2 separate regions of the Arachis hypogaea genome follow, and region 1 is linked to region 2. The links are chromatin contacts, called in public Hi-C maps. All regions are on one chromosome and are shown on one strand. The core of a region is the stretch at or near the end of the contact, and the rest is flanking DNA. Distances in the headings are between cores, read along the strand shown.

Region 1 (3,949 bases), core at 933-3,432, 180 kb before region 2:
TCAATTACTAAAGAATACCAAATCCCAAAAACACAACAGACTAAATTATGAAGATTTTTTTTATCTAGCTCAAATATAAGAGATCTTCATATAACTAATGCGCCTGCAAACCGATACATAGTCTCGGAACCAGGTGCTTAACACTTGACTTCCTTCAATCCATGAGCAAAGTAGAGAAAAGTTGGATCAGTTGCACCTTCCTTGTAATATGCAAACACCAGGCTTCCATCATCGTGCATGCTCTCCCCAACAAAACTGCAACATTGATACGCAATCAATTAGCATTAGTTAGCTTACCCAAGCTACCACATGATTTGTCCCATTAGTGTCACATTCCACAAGACATAATGGTATCAAATGTATTACCACAGTATCACATAAATCTCAAGACAAGATTAATGTAGACGGTTATATGACTTAAAGCTCAAGAGAGGTGAGTGTAATTTATTATAAAATTGAAGGAGTAGGATAATGTAATTAGATTGGGGAAGAACCTACAATTGAAGATCACTGAGCTTTGAGAGGAGGAACTTAGTTGCTCCCTCAATGTTCTTCTTGAAGTGCTCTTGCTTCTCTGGCTCTAATTTGGCTGTCAGCAACTTAATGTATCTCTTCATGAAAGTAACAAATTGTTTCTTATCAAAAGCTGGTTGCTCCTGTAAAAATTGAACAAAATACACGTAAATTAAGATAAAAAAAATATTTGCATAGCGAAGTATCCAAAGATGGTTTTTTCTTATATATATATGCCTGACCTGAAGCCTAAAAGTATCAACAATATCAACTACTTTGACAGCTTGATCATCGACACCCTCATCCTCTTCTCCGCCTTCTGCGGAAGGGTTAGCACCAATATCTACATCAATTGCTCCTTGAACAACCCACTGCCAAAACCCACATTACACAATTAACTCATCAACACTTAACAAACGAAAAAACAAACCCTGAAAAGGAAACAAAGATTCCAGAATATAAAGAGTTCCTATTTCCTAACCTTTCCTTCAACTTCCCAGAGGATTCCATTCTCAATTTCCTTGTAAGGGAACGAGTCAGAGAGAAGTTCATCGCCTAAAACATTCATCAAGAAATCCAAGTTAGACGAGTTCAAGCACTTAACTATTACCATCAGATCAACCGTATTAACTCACTTTCACAATTAATTAATTAATTAATTAATTAATCAATCAATTTGCAAAAGCATAATTACATTGATAGTGAGGACCACTTAATTGCATGATGATCTAACTGATCAACAACCAGACTGATTAAAAAAAAGAGGAATGCTAGGGGCCAGCAATTTTTGTGATTTGAAGCCATCAAATAGCCATCAATGATGGTTTTAATAGTGCGAGATTGGTGTGAGATTTCATCCAATGGCTCACTTTGTTTTGCTGGCTACATGCTGGCCAGAATTTAACAAAATTGCTGGCGCCCTAGACTTTTCCTTAAAGAAAATCAGAAAAGATTTAGAATCTGAGATAATCACAGCAAGAAAAGGATAACCCAGAGATACAGACAGAAAATTATAATCTCATATAGAAAAAAATAATAATAGCAAACAACCTTAATAATTATTAATTAAAACGACTTATCATAAGCAGAGTTTATTGGGGCAAGAACATAAACCCGGGAAAACTTTATCACAGAGTTTATTAAAGGAATAGCAGATTCAACGAAAGTGGATCCTAAGAACTACATATTCTACCAAACATAACACGAAATTTACTTCATTTAACAAGTTTCGATCCTCTTTCATAAAAACATACAACAACTGAGATCTTAAACCACACACATAGCAAAGGAATAAAAATAAAAATAGAAAATAAATATAACAGAAAAAGGTGAAAGCTTTTCACCTGTAAGAAGATCCTGGTAAACCAGCATGGTTGCAGTTCTTTGTTCTAACTTCTAAGATCGAAGAAACGAGAAGAGAAGAGCAGAGCCGAGCCGCGAGAGATTCCAAAGACTTGAGTAAGAACAACGAGTGACGGTGAGCTTTTATAGAGTGTTAGGGTTTCCTGATATTTAGGGCTCCGAAAATATTTCCCTTTTTATTCTCACTAAAGTATTAGATCATAATATGGTACTTTTTATTGTGCCTAAATTTTAGATATAAAATCTAAAAATAAAAGAGTAAGTTCTATCTTTTTTTTAATCTCTATATTTTAACTAATTTAGGTACAAAAATTATAGGTACCAAAGAACTTCTCTTATAAATATAGAATAAATAATTATTTTTAATTATTAAAAGATTTAAACATTAATAAATATATTCATAAAAAAATAAAACTAATATTATACTAATAAAAGATAAATTTGCCAACGAGTAATAGCTCAAATGGCATAGTCTCTCCATACTCAATTAAGAGGTTGCGGGTTCGAGTCTCCTATTTTTGGTAAAAAAAAAAATAAAAAAAAAATAAAAGATAAATTTTAATGTCAACAAGCCTTGTCTCTAGAATAGTTGGTACAATAAAAAATTCTCAATTAAAATGGTATAATGGTGGTGGCCCGATGTTTGGTGTTGGTGTCAAGAGTGGGTGTTATGATGACAGTGGAAGGAGAAGAAGAGAGGTTGTAAAATTGTGTGAGATTGATGGTGAAATGTTAGAAAGGGTAATTTAAAAATTTTAAATTATTTTTTAGGTTTTGATTAATTTTGTTAATTAAAATATATCTTTTTTAAGTATAGTATTGATTTTATTTTTTTATGAGTAAATTTGTCCATACTTAAATTTTTTATAATTAAAAATTATTATTTATTCTTATATTAAAATTGTAAATTTTTTTTTGTTTGCACTAAGATATCTATCAAGTCGAAAGTCTAATGACTAATTTTTTGGATATTGTAGAGGCATATAAAGTGGGCAACCTTCCTAAGTAAGTAAGTTCTATTTTCATCCTCCGGTGAGTATCGAACTCAAAAGAGATAGTTAAAGGACACAGACCCTCATCTATCAATACCAACTTGCGTTGGTAATTGTAAATTTAAATTCATCTACCGTTGTTATTGCTTATTATTATTAGATTGGATGATCATCGATTTATTTTCTTTAAGAAAACGCGAATGATATTTAATTTTGATTTAAATTAAATATAGCGGTTAAATCTTTTCTAAGGTGACAAAAAAATGAAAATAAGTTGAAAGTTTTTTGTTGAAATTCAACTACTTAGTGTGTGTTTGGATTACAGTTTGTAAATGGGAGTTTGCATAAAATTGATTTTGCAAACTTGATTTTGATAAAAAGTAAGTTTGTGTTAATGTGATTTATGTTTAGCAATTTTTATATCAAAATGGATTATAATAAAATAAATATTGTTTAGATTATATTACTCAAAATTACTTTGACTCCCTTGTGTTTTTAAAATCTATATAGAGTTATTCATTAATTTTCTATAAATCAGTTAATTTTAATAAAAAATGATTAGAGGAATATTTGAAAATTTTTGAAAAAAAAAGTTTTTTGAAAATTAATTATTTAACTTATCAAATTGATTAAAAAAAAACTAAATACCAATAAATAAGGCTACGAAAGTTTGATTTGATAAAATAATTCAAAATTAAAAATTAGTTTAAAGAAAAGGGAATTGTTTAAATGATTTAACAAATTTTGCAATTATCAAAAGAAAAAGCTATTCTTGATATTTATGTTCGCTAGGCTTAGTTTGGTAATTTTACTTTTGATACTATAAAAAAATGTTGAGTATCGTCAGATTCACCAAATAAATCCGCCGACAAAAAGATTACCGTCGAATTTAGCGTTATTCTTGGGTTGACCGGAAACAACTTACCGACAAATTTGTCTTGTCTAATGCTAATTACGGGGAGAGTTACCGTCGGTCTTTTTCAATGGTTTGTCAAATTTGTGTTGATGGTTACCGTCAGAGCCATCCGACGGTAACGTTAGCGCCATTTCACGTGTTTAGGTGCCAAAGTTACCATCGGATA
Region 2 (3,846 bases), core at 1,261-3,760:
CAAGCAAGTGGCAACGGCGAGCGACAAGCAAGCAGCGACAAGATTGAAGACAACAGAGAGAGTGTGTGACTATGTTTATGAAAAAGCTACAGGGTGGTGTATGTGATACTGGTTCTAGAAACAATGGAGTTTAGGGTAGAAACAGAGACTTTGGGAGAAGAAGAGGAAGAAATAGCGACCGATTTAACGACCGATTAATTTATAATATTATGATTTAATGATCAATTAAGTTTGTCCAAATATTTTGTTCGTCATTAAATCGGTCACTAATCAATAAAAATAGCAACCGATTTAGTAACTAACTACTTTAAACCTGGATTTTATAGTTGATTGCTAAATCGGTCGCTATATTAATTCTTAGCAACTAATTTTGCGATCAATTTCCTAGCGACCAGTTTAGTGACCGACTATTTTTTAGACTATTTTCATGTTGGTAGCAAAACCGATCACTAAATTAAAATATCAACCAACGGCCCCAATGCCTAAGTATTTTGTTTTGGTTGCTATGTAAAAAAGTAGCGACCGATTTTAGCAACCAACTAGGACGACTTTGTTATCGGTTGCTAAATCGGTCACTAATTTTTTTTTAGCGACTGATTTAGTGACCAATAATGGGTGGTCGTTGAATTTCATTTAGCGACCAATTTTTTTTGTCCTAAAAAATTTTGATTGGTTATAAAATTGGTTACTAATAGTAATCAATTTTGTAGATCACTAAAATAAGTCACTATTTTAAAACTTTCTTGAAGTATACCAAAAGTATGTTAAGATATATAAAAGTTGGAAGCTTGGAGTATGGAGGCAACTATGACTGTGTAAGGTACTAGAGAGACGAAGATGCTTAAAGCAAGAAAAGGGTGAGTCCGTTAGAGAAGATGAAGTGTAGAAATACAAAAAGTGTAAGGAAAGTGGATGCTTGGGCTTTTATAAGCGTAACTTAGAAGATGGAACATGAGAGATAGAGGGAGCACAAAGAGATTGATTAGACATGGGGAACGTGCACGCATTTAATAGGGTAGTGATAATAATGATAGTTATTTACTCAAGGAGTGAGAGAAATATAAATTTATTTCGCCTACGTCAAAGGATCGATCATACTTCTTTGAGAAAAATCTCAACAATAACAATGATCTTAGGGGGTGGGGGGCAATTTTTCGGTCAACATTAATTGTGTCGAGGACAGAGAATCGATTAAGGGAGTTCAATGGTTAGCATCGACAAGAAGTAAGTCGATCGAAAAGGTTGAGAACGAAGCTTGCAAAATGGTTATTAAGTTTGTGATCGGTAGGAACAGTTACTATCCAGAGTATATGAAGGTCGACACATGATAAGATTTGATTGGTTGAAGATGTCTATAAATATAGTGACAAATGATGGACAAAAAGTTGAAAATTTCACTCAAAAACCACACTTATTATTGTCTCACATATCTCAGTAACTTTCTGCAATTTTATCTAATCTAGTTTTCTGTGTAGGTTTCCTTCCACATGTTCTTTATATTCATTATAATTATGTGTTCTTTATTTTCTGCAAAGTCATCTTTTTTAGTTTTGTTTTATCAAATTCTTCTTTGTTGTAACTTGTAATCTTTATTCTGAATTTTTGTAGAATTTTTCTGTATTTGTAAATACTTTGAAATTTTGTAAAGTGTTTTTAACTTTATTTTATTAAGTAAAATTCGTTTATTCTCTTATGCATATTTTTTATTTTACAAAACTTCTTTTTCATTGACAAAATAAAGATTTAATACACGTAAAACTGATACTTATAAAAGGAGTAGATTTTGTTCTTATAATATAAATTTCAAACCATCTTAAATATTTGTAATGATCAAATGTGTCTTATAAATTTCGATTACTAAATATCTGGATAACATATATATATATGAATGAACTATTATTTTTACTTATGAATGTTTAAAACAATAATAAATTTATCCAAGAAAAAAAAGAAATTAACTTTATTGACATATGTAAAAATGCACAAATAATTAAATCTAATGACGGTAATTCATTAGCAAAAAATAAGTTTCCAAAGAAAAGAAAAAGACATCATATTTTCATCCAAAAATTTTTAAAGAATAATGTTAAAAAGTTAGTATATTTTGTGATTTGTAATTATTAATTAATTATTATTAATATTTTTAAAATTATATTTAATAATATAAAATTACATATTTTTTTAATAATTAAATATTAGACTAAATTTTATTAAAAATGTTGGCTGTCAGACATTCTCTTATTCAAATGTAAGGCATAAGTCACCAAAAAAAAAATGTAAGGCATCATAATCTCTCTCTTTCTTGCATCGATCTTTCTCTCTCATTCGTGTCTGTCCATTGTGCTCTTCATCCTGAAATCAAAGACTTTTAAATCTCACACAATTAAACACGAGAAACACACCTTTAATTTCTCGCCTCCGTAGCTCTCTCTCCCGTGTCCAACGCCAAACTGCACGTCGTAAACGCAACTTAGACACACGATAACAAAACAGAGAAAAAAGGAAAAAATTAAAAGGAAAAAGACAAAAAAAAAAAAAGAAAAGAAGAAGAAAGAAAGACGCATTAATAAATAAACAAAACGAAACATTGTTTGCGCTTTCGTTGCTTCGCTTCATTTGCTACGATTTTTGGATTTTTTTAATTATTTATTTGTGGAGAATTATGGGTCTTGGGATGAAATATGACGAAGAAAGCAAGGTGGTTGACGATGGAGGAGAGGGTGGCGGTGGTGGAGCTAATTCGTTTGATTCTGTCTCATGTTCAATTTGCCTTGACGCTGTTATCGATAATGGGGATCGATCGTTGGCTAAGCTTAAATGTGGCCATCAATTTCATCTTGGTGAGTTAATTCATTTCTAAATGTATGCATATGGTTTCAATTCACCATTTGGAATGATATATATATATATATATATATATATATATATATATATATATATATATATATATATATATATATATTGCATTAGAATAATGGAGCTTGTATTTCATTTCCTCATGGCATGGTTTTGAATTTGAAGGGATTTTTTGGAGTTTTAGCTAGAAAAATTGAGATCTAAAATTATAGATATAATGCAATTTTGATGTAGAAGAAGAAATATCAACTATGCCTATGCATGACTTTGATTATTAATGATACGCTCGTAGGAGCTAGTCGCTATCCTTTTAAAACTCAGGTGTAATTCTTATATACACATTAAGGAACGGAGTAATGCTGCCTCTATATTAATTTATTACTAAAATATAGTTAAAGAAAAAAAAAAGATATAATTTGAAAAAAAAAATGATAAAAAGTAAAATTACTGGTTGTCAAAAAATTAAAATAAAAAGTAAATAATGTGTACTTTAGAAGGATTAAAATCTCTCTGAAGTGAGATGATTTTTTAGGTTGTAGGACCCTCTTACCTTTTGCTGTGGATGTGTTTTGATTATATGATCATGGCTAGGCTAAACAACACAACTTTTCTATAAATGTCTTTCTCTTTCGAAGCATTAAATACAATTGGATATTTTCGTTCAGATTTGTTAGACTTAATGTTTAATGGGATGAATTCTTGCATGTGTGTTGTCACTAGGCTGGTTTGTGTTTAAGAATAGAATAAGACAAAATATTGAGAATAAGATAAAAAGAGCAGAAATATAAAATTTTGTGTTCTTGTATTCTGTTTAGTGATAAACAAAAATAAATTATAAAAATTTAATTTATTTTTATTTTTTCATCAAAAAAATTTGAGAAAAAAATATAATAATAAAAGATATAATTATGAAAAATTAACAAGAATAATAAAAGAAAAAATAAAAAATAAGTTGTGTCATTTGTTAGTGTCTTTGTGTCTTTTCTGTCA

Evidence for each region. Hi-C and Micro-C count contacts between places; a contact is called where the count stands out from the background.
Region 1: a Hi-C map of leaf shows a contact between it and region 2, with 3 times the contacts expected there. The contact joins the promoter of LOC112779705 here to the promoter of LOC112775263 in region 2. A contact is called at or near these places in 5 of 8 Hi-C or Micro-C datasets (leaf and an unstated tissue).

What each region holds. Positions count from the first base shown.
Region 1 is chr19:39,059,835-39,063,783 of arahy.Tifrunner.gnm2.J5K5, reverse strand. LOC112779705 (translationally-controlled tumor protein homolog) reads right to left here and starts at 2,182. Exons shown (of 5, transcript XM_025824040.2): 1 at 1,857-2,182; 2 at 995-1,068; 3 at 756-884; 4 at 499-656; 5 at 1-255. The coding sequence starts at 1,884. The coding sequence ends at 138.
Region 2 is chr19:38,883,724-38,887,569 of arahy.Tifrunner.gnm2.J5K5, reverse strand. It overlaps LOC112775263 (E3 ubiquitin-protein ligase IPI1), which reads left to right and starts at 2,510. Exons shown (of 6, transcript XM_025818789.3): 1 at 2,510-2,840. The coding sequence starts at 2,663.